3 separate regions of the Sus scrofa genome follow, and all the other regions are linked to region 3. Evidence: chromatin contacts called from public Hi-C and HiChIP or PLAC-seq data. All regions are on one chromosome and are shown on one strand. Each heading gives the region's core, a stretch centred on a gene start, on an enhancer-like site or on the middle of the called end of the contact. The rest is flanking DNA. Distances are from core to core; before and after follow the strand shown.

The links. Hi-C and Micro-C count contacts between places; a contact is called where the count stands out from the background. HiChIP or PLAC-seq counts read pairs in DNA pulled down with a chosen protein or histone mark.
Region 1: a contact with region 3 is called in an H3K27ac HiChIP or PLAC-seq map of alveolar macrophages. The contact joins the promoter of PPP1R15A here to the promoter of FTL in region 3. A contact is called at or near these places in 10 of 47 Hi-C or Micro-C datasets (blood, embryonic fibroblasts, epiblast stem cells and 5 more) and 2 of 2 datasets of contacts at active chromatin or transcription factors (alveolar macrophages and skeletal muscle).
Region 2: a contact with region 3 is called in a Hi-C map of skeletal muscle, with 2.3 times the contacts expected there. The contact joins the promoter of SNRNP70 here to the promoter of FTL in region 3. A contact is called at or near these places in 1 of 5 promoter capture datasets (liver), 12 of 47 Hi-C or Micro-C datasets (alveolar macrophages, embryonic fibroblasts, epiblast stem cells and 5 more) and 2 of 2 datasets of contacts at active chromatin or transcription factors (alveolar macrophages and skeletal muscle).

The regions. Positions count from the first base shown.
Region 1 is chr6:54,169,700-54,173,988 of Sscrofa11.1, reverse strand. PPP1R15A (protein phosphatase 1 regulatory subunit 15A) reads right to left here and starts at 1,951. Exons shown (of 3, transcript XM_005664689.3): 1 at 1,715-1,951; 2 at 1-1,002. The coding sequence starts at 993. It overlaps PLEKHA4 (pleckstrin homology domain-containing family A member 4), which reads left to right and starts at 3,328. Exons shown (of 21, transcript XM_013998606.2): 1 at 3,328-3,830; 2 at 4,286-4,289.
Region 2 is chr6:54,285,489-54,290,119 of Sscrofa11.1, reverse strand. SNRNP70 (U1 small nuclear ribonucleoprotein 70 kDa) reads right to left here and starts at 1,766. Exons shown (of 10, transcript XM_021094709.1): 1 at 1,544-1,766; 2 at 631-787. The coding sequence starts at 777. It also overlaps a transcript of NTF4 not described here.
Region 3 is chr6:54,228,314-54,232,603 of Sscrofa11.1, reverse strand. FTL (ferritin light chain) reads right to left here and starts at 1,483. Exons shown (of 5, transcript NM_001244131.1): 1 at 1,131-1,483; 2 at 818-964; 3 at 338-463; 4 at 61-157; 5 at 1-58. The coding sequence starts at 1,232. The coding sequence ends at 6.

The DNA.
Region 1 (4,289 bases), core at 702-3,201, 59 kb after region 3:
GTACACCCAGGCCCTCAGGAAGGCATTTGTGAGTAGGTTGGAAGAAGGGCCCTCGGCTGCCCCCAGATCCCTGTCCTCATCCTTCTCTTCATCTTCCTCCTCTGAGATCTCCCTGGACTGATGCTGCCGGGTCCCGAGCAGGGGGCTCTGGGCTAGAATTGCGGAGTGGGGCTCTGGGCCAGCCTCTCGTTTCTCCACCTTTCTGTCCTCCTCCTCCTCAGGCTCCTCCCCTGAACAACACTCCCAGGCCCCGGGGTGGGAACCGAGGGATGAGGGGCAGGTGGAGGGCTTCGTGGCTGCTTTGTTCTCTGTTCTTTCTTCCTCTGTGGCTCCTTCCACTGCGCAGCACACCCAGGAGCGGGGCTGGGGTCCTGGAGCTGAGGGGGAGGTAGATGTTCTAGGAGCTTCTTTATTTACAGCTTCTCCAGCCTCCTCCTCCTCCTCCACTGCCACACCTGGACAACCCTCCCAGTGTGACAGAGGAAAAGCGAAGGTGATTATGTCTTTATCTTCAGTAACTGCTTCTTCCTGAGATTCTTCCTCCCCAGGAACGTCCTGCTGGGCTCTCATCAGAAGGCTGGGGGACAGGGGAGCAGGAAGGCCATCCATAAATTCACTTCCGGGCTCTCTAGGGACGCGGGTTGCTGCTTCCCCACCACGCTCATCATCTGAAAGTCCCCAGGTTTCCAAAAGCAAACACTTGGCTTCCAGGTCAGGGTAGCTCCCCCAGGATGCTTCTTCATCCTCCTCAGTTGCTCTCCTCTCTCCAGGCTCTTCTTGTGGCTGGGTGGCCAGAGAAGCCTTTGTGTCTCCCTCCAGGCCAGGTTCTCCCGCGTCTGCCCTGGTTACTGCCTCCACTAGCCAGGGCTCTGGAGGGCCTGGGCCCCTCAGGTGGCTCCAGGCCCGGCTGAGAAGGCCCATCAGCGGGGACAGGAGAAAGGAGTGGGTAGCCCTCCAGGGGGCAGGCTGGTGGGGCACTTGGCCTGGGGCCATCTTTGTCTGCTGGGGAAAAGGGAGAAAAAAAAGGAAACGAGTTTAGAAGCCATGGAGGGAATAGCATCAGAGAGTGACCTTGAGTCATAGCAACACAAATAGTAACACGAATAGTAACACAAACAGCAACCAGAGAGGCCCCGCCCCACATTCCTTTCTCATCCCAGCCACACCCATCTCTGTCCCTAGTTTCCCAGCCTCTCTCAACACCCAAGAGTCTGGATCATCACTCATTCCTTCCTTAGCCCAAAGGGCTCCCAGCCCCATTTCCTCTCTGACCCATTAAATTCTAGTCCCAGGAAGCAAGAACACAGGTCCTCTGCTTGCTTCCTCTGGGGACAAAGTCCTTGTCCCTTGCCTCTCTCATCCTCCTGAGGATTGAAAAATTAGGCGCCCACCATTCTCCTCCTTCCAAGACATAAAACTTCCGATCCCTAGATGGTGCCTTCTGGCTCCCAGACTCTTCCTCTGTCCGGCTCAGGACTCTAAGCTCCCAATTCCTTCTCCTGCCTAAGTCCGAGCCCTCGGGTCCGGCCTCGTCCCACCTCTCCAGAAAAAGGAGTTCAGGTTCCCAGGAGTCCTTAGGGCACAGGAGTCCGAGCTCCGAACACCCCTATCTCGGAACTCAGAAGTTCGAGCTCCCTCCTCGTTATTGACCAGGATTCTAGTCCTCCGCCCCCAAACCCCTAGGAACCTAGATGTTCCGACCCCCTCAACTCACCAGCTCGGGATTGCGCGTCACCCTGGGGGCAGGAGCGTCGGCTGGGGCTGCCACAAGCGATCGCAGTTCCGGACAGCTCGGGAGTCCAGAGCGTTCATTTCGCCCTCCGGCGTCGGGCTCGGGGACTCAAATTGTCACCGGCTGCTGCAAGCGTTGTCACGACGAATGGGCGCAAGGTCACACGGAGAAACAAATACAAACACACCGGCTAGCCACTTAGGACGTAAGGGTTGACGCGGTCCTCAGCGCTTTTATACACAAACGCAGCCGGACGTGGTGACGTCAGGAGAGGAGGCGGGGTTTCGAATCGTAATCGTGATGGACGAAACGGAAAACAAGGTTGGACTTCTCGCGGAGATTCCGGACTTTATGACGTCACGGCGGTATTTCTGAGCGTGGCCACGCCCTGAAGCAGGCGAGCTGCCAATCAAACTCATGAACTGGTTAGGTTTTGAGCGCGCGAGCTCAACCTCTGTTCCAGGCAAACGCCGTTACTCCCCGCCCCCAATTTAGCCAGCCGGCCCCAGGCTAGAGTCTTCCACCCTCCAGTCCAGTCGGCTTCCTATCCGGTGTGGGAAGGTATCATTATTTCCATTTCACAGATGGGGAAACTGAGTCTTGGGCATGAAATCACTTGCCCAAGGGTGGGCACAGCGGAGTCTATATTCATTGCAAAAGAGAAAGAGAATGTGTAAGGCCCCTGAAGGCAGGCGCTTTTCTTTGCTCACTGCCTGCGTGACACATAGTAGGTGCTCAACAAATACGCGGTGAGAAATACTGGACCAAAACCTCAGATCCCGTGCCTATCTCAGGCACAAGGCGCCACTCCTAGGCTCCACCTACTTCAAATTTATACAGAACCTCCGCTTACACAAATTGAAATTCTAGCTGGGTATCACCAACATCAAGGGAGTGGGGGGGCGGTCTTTTGCCCCAAATTCCAGGCCTAAGGACATGGTTTCAGTCCCTGGCACCCCACCACCAACCTGGTCTGCAATCCTGTACCTCAAAATACGCCCAGGACCCAGGCCTCCCTCCTGAGAGGGCATCATCCTCAGTCTAGACCGGAGTTCTCACCTGGATCTGAGGTGGAGATTGCCACTGGCCACTTGACCCTGCTCTTGCCAGAACCCAGCAATCTGGGGGCCGCCCTCTCTTCTCTGGAGGACTTGGACCCATCCACTGCAAGCCACACCTCCAGACCCCAGCTCCATTCTCAAGTCCTGACTCCTGGCTCACATTTTGTCAGGTACCCAGTAGTCTGAGCCCCTACCCCTCCCTTCCATTCCCAAGGCGCCAATCACCCAGGCTTCCGATCACAACCTGCCCCCTCAGGTCCTGGAGTCCAGGCCCAGCTCCTCTTCTCCAAACATGTAGGAATCCCAGCTTCAGCCTTGATGGGACCCGGTCCAGCAGGGACCTAAGAGCGTGTGGGTGGATGGGTGGGGTGGAGGTGGGAGGGTGGCCCCCAGCCCCCAGCCCCCAGCCCCCAGCCCCTCCCTTCAGCTGTGGGGGCAGCTGAGCCAGAGGTCAGGCTGTGGTGGGGAGGCCAAGAGGGGCGGGGTCAGCGGGGATTGGGAGCCGGGACAGCAGCGTGGGCGGCTGGCAGGGGGAAGGAAAGACCAGCAGAGGGGAAAGAGAAACTGGGAGAGCAGAGGAAGAGAGACAGTGAGAAGGAGCGTCCGGGAGAGAAGGAAACAGCAGACGTGGAGGGCCAGAGAGAGAGAGGGCGAGAGGGAGGGAACAGAAGGGAGACTTAAAGAGATTGTGAGCCCAGGAGAGGATTTGGACAGAAACAGAAAGACTGGGACAGAAAGTGATATAGGGGGTGGGGGAGCTGCGGACGAGAGGGTGTGTAAGGGAGAGACGGAAAGAGACAGAGGTTAGAGACAGCGAGAGGGACGGGAGGGGAGATTGCAGAGAGAGAGACGGGATAGAAGGAAGGGAGAGGGTGAGGCAGAGACAAAGAGACGGACAGGGTGGGAATGAGCAGGTGAGCAAGGAAGGCTGTGAGAGGCAGCCCCTAAGAGGCAGAGGAGGGGGACTGTGGCTGGGGGGGGGGTCCCTGCACCCACACTGCCCTCTTGTGCCCTCTGGCCTTGGGACCCCAGAGCTGGTAAGTGCCCTGGCTGGGCTGGGAGGGGCTGCCAGGCTGTGCATTCTGGGTGCCCAGAGCCTTGGCAGGGTTGTTCTGGGTGTGCCTTTGGGGGTGCAGGAGACAGGTAGCTGGGGGCACCGGAAAGAGGCAGGGGATGGGGGGGGTCTTGAGCAACACAGTGAGGGTCAAATTCCTGGCCAGAGTGCAGGGGGCATGAATAAAGGGGCCCCTATTCTCTGTCTCGGGCTGTAGACAGCTGCCCCCCTCCCCACAGCTGCCAGCGCCGCCCACCTCTCTTGGCATCACTGTTGGTATGTGGTCTCCAGGCCAGGGCCTCCCCCAGCCCCCCAGGCCCCAAACAACAGGCTCTTTCTCCTCAGCCTCCTCCGACCTGCAAGCCCCTGACCCTGTCTCTGTCCCCAGCCGGGTCATCTGCAGAGTGGCGCACACAGCCCCTTTCTTTCTGTCCCCAGCCCC
Region 2 (4,631 bases), core at 517-3,016, 57 kb before region 3:
TGTGTGCCAGCACTTCTCGGGTGTCCGCCGATGCACCTCAACAGGTGGATGTTGTTAACCCAATTTCGAAAATGAAAAAACCGAGGCCCATGGGCCAAAGCCATTTATCTCTGTTCACCCTGCAGGTACAAAGCTGCAATTCTCAAGCCTGTGGTCTTCAATGCACCAATCACCAAGTGCTAACCCTTTACAAATTTCACCATATTAATGACCAAAATGGTCATTATACGTTAAGAAATAATTGATGTTTACTGACTGCTTGGCGTCAAGCCCCATAACGTTAAAAAAAAAAAAAAAACAAACAGTCAATTCTCCATCAAATTACATCAAAGACACTAATATTCCCTTGCTAAACATGGGGGGGAAAAAAATCACAGCAGTTAGAGGATACACCTCTTGCCCAAGATCATCACGCAACCGATAAATGGCGCACCAAGGACTACCTAACTCGAGAGTCTGAATCCTCAACTGGTAGTTACTGAATTTTCACAAAAGCCCTACAAGGGCTGTGTTACCAATCTAAGACAGGGAAACAGGATAAAAGCCACCTTCCTCAATCACACAGCTAGAAAATCGCCAGAGACCAGACTCCCCGATCCAGCCCACTCCAAGCCTCTTCAGTGAACTCACCTCAAACTCTCGGATGTAGGGCGCAATGCCACAGTAAGGTTGATTGTGGTGTTTTTCATGTGGCAGTTTCTCCAGGGGTGGCAGGTATGGGATGGGGTCACGGGGAGCAAAGAGGGCCAGAAGGTTGGGCGGCAGGAACTGGGTCATCGTGCCAAGTCTGAGAGCAGAAGCAGGACCATCTTATGTTAGGGTGGGCTGGGGAGATGAAGCCCCTATCAATCCCTTGCCTCCCAAGAAAAGAGAGAAACACGGACAAAAATCTCAAAGTCTCCTGTAAGGACACAGAGCGCGATCGATCCTTAATCACAGGGGCAAGCAGATTCTAGAGGGAGGGCTGTGTGAACGGGAGGGGAGGGGGAGGGCAAGAGAAGAGAAACAAAGACTGAAAACAGGTTTCCGAGCAGTGAAGTCCTGAGCAAGGAACTGCGGGGCTGAAGGTCCCTGGGGGCTTGTGGGGCATCAAGGATCCCGAGGAAGGAGGTCTAGGGCCGTGGCGGCTGGTGGTCCCGCACCTTGGATAAAAGGTTATAGGGGGAGGACCGCAAGAGGTCTCTGATCAGGAGAAGGGGTCAGTCATAAACAGCAAACCTCTCAAGCCAGGGGGTTGTGGGTAATAGATCTAGGCCCCGCAGGCGAAGTGGATTGTGGGTAAGGGTCCAGGACGGAAGGGAAGCGAGGACGAAAAAAGGCAACACAGCGCAAAGGCCTGTGGGTAAGTGACCGCTGAGGGCGGGGGAGGGGGACTATGGAAAAAGCCTAAGTGACCGGAGAACTCTGGGTAAGGCGTGCAAAAAGGTTCTGTGGTGGCGGTGGCGCGGGAAGACTGCCCGGCCCCGGGGAAGGGACTGGGATCCACCGCAGGGGCTTGTGGGTAGCGGCCCCGCACCCGGTAAGGCCACTCAGTCATACTCACCCGCCGCGCGGCGCCCTCCTCGGCCTGGCGACGGTCCAGGGGCTCGCGGCGGCCCCACAGCAGCAGGTACTCTAGCTCTAGCTTCGACTCAGACGGCGACCGCGTCTCTCAGTCTCTGTCGCCCGCCCAGCGCGCGCACCAGGCCACAGCTCACGAGCCCGCGCGGCCTCGGCTCGCGACAGGGGCAAGGGGTGGAACCAGCCTCAAATCCCTCCGCCGACCCTATTGCGCACGCGCCGCGCGAGTCAAGTGCAACCCACACACAGGAACCTTGGCGCCGCTGCGAGCACTGCGCACGCGCGAGGCCACTACCCCGCCTTCCGGCACCTTAAACTCCTTTGCCGCGGCGGGATGAAGGTCACAGTGCGCACGCGCGCTCCGCCCCAAGCGGTCCCCTTTCACCTCGCGCTCAGGGCTCCAACTGCCTCTGTCCGCGAGACTCTTGATGCTCCACGCCTTTTCTTACACACTTCCCGGATCTTGCGCGCATGCCTGTAACGTCTTTCACACTGAAATATCCTTCCGCCGCCTGGCAAAGAGTTCCTACGTGAACAGTGTGATTCCTTAACCTAGGAAATCAGTAACTGTTCATTGAGCGCCCAATGTGTGCGTGGCGTTGTTTGGGCTCTGGCGATATACCATGCGACTGAAGCGAAGTCTTTTCCTTTTTGGAGCTTACATTGTACTGAGGGAGACAATAAAGGCACTTAAAAAGATAAATTTCGGACGGTGGCCAACACAGTAAAGAAAAATAGGGCCGAGTACGGGAATGGGCGGGGATAGAGGGGTTATTTTAGAACTAGGTCCTTCTGGAGAAGGAGACTGATGGAAGGGAGATCTGGGCGGGTTTAACAGCAAGTGCAAAGGTCCTGAATTGGGGCGGAAAGTGGGAATCTCATGTTGGCTGAGAGAGCAGAGAGCTGGCGGATTATTTAGGGCCCTGTAGACCTGTAAGAAGTTAAAATATTTGAAGTTTGGGGAATAGATTCAATTGCCTGTTTGATAATAATTACAGAAATTACTACAAAATTTAAATGGCTAATATCATGCTACTTAAAAAAAATATCCTGAAGCGTTCTCTCGTGGCGCAGCAAGTTAAGAATGAGCATTGTTACTGCATTGGCTTGGGTTGCTGATGTGGAGCAGGTGCCACCTCTGGCCAGGGCACATCGACATGCCATGGGCATGGCTTAAAAAACAGATAACGTATACATAGACACGTTTGCTTTCTGTGTATATGTATGTGGGAACTCTGCACTATTTTTTGGAACTTTTCCATAATTCTAAAATTACTTCAAAATAAAAAGTTTGAAGAAAAATAAAGCTAATAATAATGTATTTTTTTTTAGTACCATTGGATAGTAAATGGCTGAGACACTGCACCTCTAAATGCTTCAGCATGTCTCCTAAGAATAATGGCATCCTCTGCCCAACAACACAGCTATTTTCACCTCTTAGAAAGTTTATCCAGCCCCTATTCAGATTTTCCCAGTTGACTCATGAGAACTCTATCTTAATCTGAAACAGGAGCCAGTCAATGTTCACGCGTTTATTTGGTTATCATGTCTCTCTCGCCTCTTTAACATAGAATAGACACACACACACACACACACACACACACACACACACACACACACACTGCGTTATGTTGTTGTTTTCCCCCGAGTTTGGTGTGCAGTCCTATGTCCTGCATTCTGACTTTGTCTGATTATTTCCTCGTGGAATTTAGTTCATTCCACTATCCCCATTTTGCCCATAAACTGGAAATTGAGTCTAAAGGTTTTCATAGACTGATATTGAACATTTTTGGCAAGAACATTACTCGGGTGATACTGCAGACTTTGTATTGCATCATGTCTGGTATTTCATCACATCTGGAAGTGCCTGATGTCAGATGGTCCTGGTATTATGATGCTGAGTTAGTCACCTGGTCAGGGTGCCAGCTACCAGATCTCTCCTGGCAAAGGTACATATTCTCCTTGGTAATCTGAGCAGTGGGACTTTGCTACTGTTCCCAAGCTCCTCTTATCCTGGTTGTAGCAGCCATTGCGGATCCTTGCCTGAATAAAGCGTTCCATGAGAGAGAGGGCAGATTTTATTGGAAATGAAATAGGAAGTTACTAATGGGTTTTGATCAAGAGACAGACAGACCTAATTTGCATTCTTTAAAAAAAAAAAGAACAGGAGTTCCCATCATGGCTCAGTGGTTAACGAATCCAACTAGGAACCATGAGGTTGTGGGTTCGATCCCTGGCCTTGCTCAGTGGGTTCAGGATCTGGCGTTGCCGTGAGCTGTGGTGTAGGTTGCAGACGCGCTTGGATCCCAGTTGCTGTGGCTCTGGCATAGGCTGGCGGCTACAGCTTTGATTAGACTCCTAGCCTGGGAAACCTCCATATGCCGCAGGAACGGCCCTAAAAAAGACCAAAAAAAAAAAAAAAGAAATAAAATATAGGGAGTTCCCGTCGTGGTGCAGTGGTTAACGAATCCGACTAGGAACCATGAGGTTGCGGGTTTGATCCCTGCCCTTGCTCAGTGGGTTAATGATCTGGCGTTGCCGTGAGCTGTGGTGTAGGTCGCAGATGCGGCTCGGATCCCGAGTTGCTGTGGCTCTGGCATAGGCCGGCAGCTACAGCTCCGATTAGACCCCTAGCCTGGGAACCTCCCATATGCCGCGGGAGCAGCCCAAGAAATGGCAAAAAGACAAAAATAAATAAATAAATAAAAATAAATAAAATATAAAGAAAGAAAGAAAGAACATTAGTGGAATATTGGTGAGATTCAAATAAGGTGTGTAACATTATTTGCTATTTTATTTTTATTTTTTTGGCTTTTTGGGGCCGCACCCGCAGCATATGGAGGTTCCCAGGCTAGGGGTTGAATCGAGCTATAGCTCCCAGACGATGCAGATCCCAGTAGACTTTCAGCCTACACCACAGCTCACGGCAACACCGGATCCTTAACCCACCGAAGCCAGGGATCGAACCTGCGTCCTCATGGATGCTAGTCAAATTGGTTTCCACTGAGCCACAATGGGAACTCCACATTATTGGGTAATAGTATTATACCATTGTTAATTTCCTGACAAAT
Region 3 (4,290 bases), core at 234-2,733:
GATTCCTAGTCGTGCTTGAGTGTGAGCCTTTCGAAGAGGTACTCGCCCAGCCCAGCCTGGGACCAGAGAGCCTGCGCAGGTTGGTCAGGTGGTCGCCCATCTTCTTGATGAGCTTCACCTCCTCATCCAGGAAGTGGTTCTCCAGGAAGTCACAGAGCTGAGTGATAGAAGAGAAAATGTTACCATTTGTAAATCTAACAATGTGATGGATGGGGGAGGGAGGCTCAGAAGGCAATGAGCCCAATCAAACGTGGCCAAGGTTAACTATTAACTCAAGATGCAGGCTTCCTGCCAGGAAAGGTCTTGGGATGGATAGGGAGAAAATGGAGATACTCACGTGGGGGTCTGCGCGGGCAGAACCCAGCGCATGCAGATCCACAAGAGCCTGGTTCAGTCCCTTCTCCAAGTGAAGGGCGGCTTCCATAGCGTCCTGGGTTTTACCCCACTCATCTTGAGATGGTTTCTATACGGAAGGCAGAGACCGCTCAGTACTAACCACGCACACGCTGGAAAGGACTAAAAACTAATTTCCCAGTAGTGACGGGAGTTAGGGCTTAAGCCGAAAAAACGTCTAAGAGCTTAAATCGATCACCCTCAGTGTCTCACAACCTTACGCTCCAGGATACCACACGCTGCGGTCTGGACCGCCACTTCGTGGGGGAACTGAACCCGCCTCCGTTTCCAGCTGTAATACAACCACCCACACAAAACTGAACTCCATCTCCCAGAAGCCTACGCCGTGCCTGAACAGCCCTGGTCAAAGGGCTTCAAGCGCAGGGGCCGCTGGGAATCGTAGTCCGCTGCTCACACTGTTTACCTGCACGTCCTGGAAGAGGGCGCGGCCACCGCGCTGGTTTTGCATTTTCAAGAGACGCTCCGAACCCTCGCGCTTCTCCTCGGCCAATTCGCGAAAAAAATGACTCACGCCCTCCAGAGCCACATCGTCGCGGTTGAAATAGAAGCCCTGCGGGAAGAGAAGGCGTGAACAATGGTTAGCCGGAGGCGAGGCCGGGCTTGCGGACTCCGCCTTCCAACTACACAGTGGGACAAAGAAGGCCAGCGCGTGCGCAGAGGGTCAGAGGTGCGCAGCTAAGGGAAACTTGGGCCGGGGGCATCTTGGGGACCCTTACCAGAGAGAGGTAGGTGTAGGAGGCCTGCAGATGCATGTTGATCAGGCGGTTGACGAAGGCCTCCACCTCGGTGGAATAATTCTGACGAACCTGGGAGCTCATGGCTGGTCGGCAATAAGGAGCTAAGCTCAAAAAATGGTGTTGGCTGGTCCCGGAGACTGAAGATAGCTGAGAGGCGGAGTCCGAAGGTTGCGACTGGAAAAAAGGTTGGAGGGTAGTCGGAGGCTGGAGCAAGGGGCGTCCCTGGGTCTGTTCCGTCCAAACACTGTTGAAGCAAGAGACAGATCCGGGGGACCGCCGAGCACACTGCGAGTTTGTGGCCAGGGCGGCTCCTTTTATAGCGCGCGGGGAACCTGAGCAGTGGGGCGGTCGGGGAGAGGAGTCAGCCAATCTGCGGGGGCGGGAGGCTGGACTTGGAGCTCGCTCGTGACCAATCAGGAGCAGATAGGAGCCCCAGCCTCCCGCCCGGAGGTAGGGAAGTCACGCGCTCTGAGCGCGAGGTTGTTGTGAAAGGAGAAATCGCGGGATGGGGGGTTTCATGGGGAGCAAGGGTTCTGGGACTAAATCTGGGAAGTGAGAGAATTCTAGGGGTACTTCCTGGTAGTGAAAGATTAGTGAGAGCACTGGGAGCCCTGGAAAATAATGATTCTTGGTTCCTGAGGATGTCTCAGGAAAGTAGGTTGGATGCGGGGGTTGTGTCAGAGCGAGGACTTTTCTGGAGCCCTGGGGGTTCCTCAGAGGTGCAGAAACGTCCAGAGGAGTGGGGTTGCCCTGGGAGATAAGGGGTCGGGTTGGGGGGGGCCCTCGATCATTGGGAAGTTTGGAAGGCTGTGAGATATTTCTAGATACTTAGGGTGCTCTCTGTGAAATGGGTTGGCTGGGGCACCTGGAGACTTGGGGTTCACTCAAAAGTGAATTCGGAAGACCATGGAAGTCCCTATTTTTATGGAAACTTCCAGGGGGAAGTCTTGGGCCCTTGAGGTGATCTGCAAGATTAAAAGAGACAGTTGGAGAGCCCTGGGATTCAGCCTGGGAATAAGGGAGAGGGATGTTTCTGGAAGCCTAGTGGGATCTTCTTAAAGAGGTGGGGGCTCTTGGAGAGCCCTTTGGGAGCCCTCAAAAGATTGGGCCACTTGGAATCCTGTGGGGTTTTTTGAAAGCCCACTGTTTTTGTGGGAGCTGAGATGGAAAGGGGTGAAAGGACATTGGAACTTTGGAGGTTTCTCTGAGGTTGCATATCCTGGCTCCAAAGCAATCTCTCTGAAGCTGCCTCTGTCTTGCCTGACACATGCTCCTTCAAGATCACAGAGGTGGGGGAGTTCCCATCATGGCGCAGCAGAAACTATCCAACTAGGAATCATGAGGTTTCAGGTTCGGTCCCTGGTCTCGCTCAGTGGGTTAAGGATCTGGCGTTGCCCTGAGCTGTGGTGTAGGTCGCAGACCCAGCTCGGATCACAGCTGTAGCTGATTCACATCCTAGCCTGGGAACTTCCATATGCCACAGGTGCCAGCCCTAAGAAACAAACAAAAAGATCAGAGACAGGTGCTGAGGACTGGTGGCTGGGATGTCTGTCTTTAACTAAGGGACATTTTAAAATTGTGTCTGGTCCAGGTTGGTGCCTGGGTGGCAGTGCCAGCTCATACCAAGATTCTTGCCTTCAAGGAGCTCCTTGTTGTTGGGAGAAAGGAGAAACAAAGACAGGAACTTGACCCTATTTAGGCGCCCTTAATGCAGGCAGCTGGAGGCTGGGACAGGGGAGCTGGAACTGCTGGGGGTCGTCGGGTGGGGGAGGTCTGGGCCTGCCTCGCGGAGAAGCCTTTCCAAGCAGCCCAGGCAGGGCACCCCCTGATCAAGGGGGCTCCAGCCAGGCTGGTATCTGGGGTCCTCCAGGGGTGCCTGGGCCAGTGGCCAGGAGAGCAGCCATGCTGAGTCATGCTGAACTCAGCGCAGGAAGGGGCGCCGGCAGAGGAGCGGGGTGGGACCGGCTCGCTGACCTCATCTCCACGGGGGTGGCTGCAGCCTGGGCCAGGGCCCTGGGAGCTAGGCCTGGCTGGGCCCCAAGTCTGGCCCCCTCCCCCAAGGCACTGTATGGCCTGTGCTTTTGTCTCCGAGTCTTACTGTCTTTTTAGTGCCCGTGATGGTCTCCCTGGGCTCCCACCTGTGGCCATAATGTCCCCTCTGGGCCGATGACTCTGTCTCCCCTTGCCGTCTTATCAGACACCTCTCCCCAGACTGGGTGGCCCTAGGGGTGGGGCAGTGGCCCCAGGCACACAGTCACAATGGGGCCTGGGTTACTCATTCACCAAATTTCATCCCTCCGCCCAAAGACCTTTAGCCTTGGGCGGCCCCGCTGGTGGACAGGCAATAGGGAGAGTGTGGCAGAATAGGCGGGGGTGGGGGGTGAGACAGAGATGACCGAGAGAAGGATGACAGTTGAGGGGAGATCACAAGGGCTGGGGACCCAGGGAGACAGGGACAGAGGTGGGGGAGGGGCAGAGGCTCAGAGAGGGACAGAGAGAGACAGGAACAGAGGAGACACAAGGACCCAGGGAGAGGGGGACAGAGACAGAGAGACAGCCAGAGAGCTAGAAAGGGAGGTGGAGACAAAAACAGAGGGGGACAGAGACCCAGAGAGAAGGGAGCACAGACTGTGACACTCCCAGAGGCCTCATTCTCTGTAAGCCCCTTTTCTGACACCTGCTGTCTCCTGAAGGGCCAGACCCCAGGGCTGCTCCTCCAGCCCCACGCTCTGAGGCCCGCTAGTCTCCAGCCAGGATCCCTCCTCTCTGGCCACACAGCCCAAGCTCAGGCCTCTCTTCCAGTCTCCAGAAGCTTCCCCCCAAGGCTTCAGGGCCTCTTCCTGCTCCCCAAGTCCTCCCAAGGTCTGCCCCACACTCCTCTGCCCTATTAGTCTCCACTTCTCCACCTCAGTAAACGTGCAACTTCCGGCAGTCCCACATGTGGAAGCTTCGAGGCCCCAGTTCCCGGGGATCCAGGAGGCCTACGCTGCACCCGGCCACCCTGATCTCTCTCACTCCCACACCGCAGCCCCCGCCCAGGCCCCGGGCTCATCTGCAGGCTTGGGCCTGCCCCAGGGTCGCCTCTAGCATGGTACCCTGGGCTGTGACACACGACACATGTGGTCTCAGGTGGCCTCCC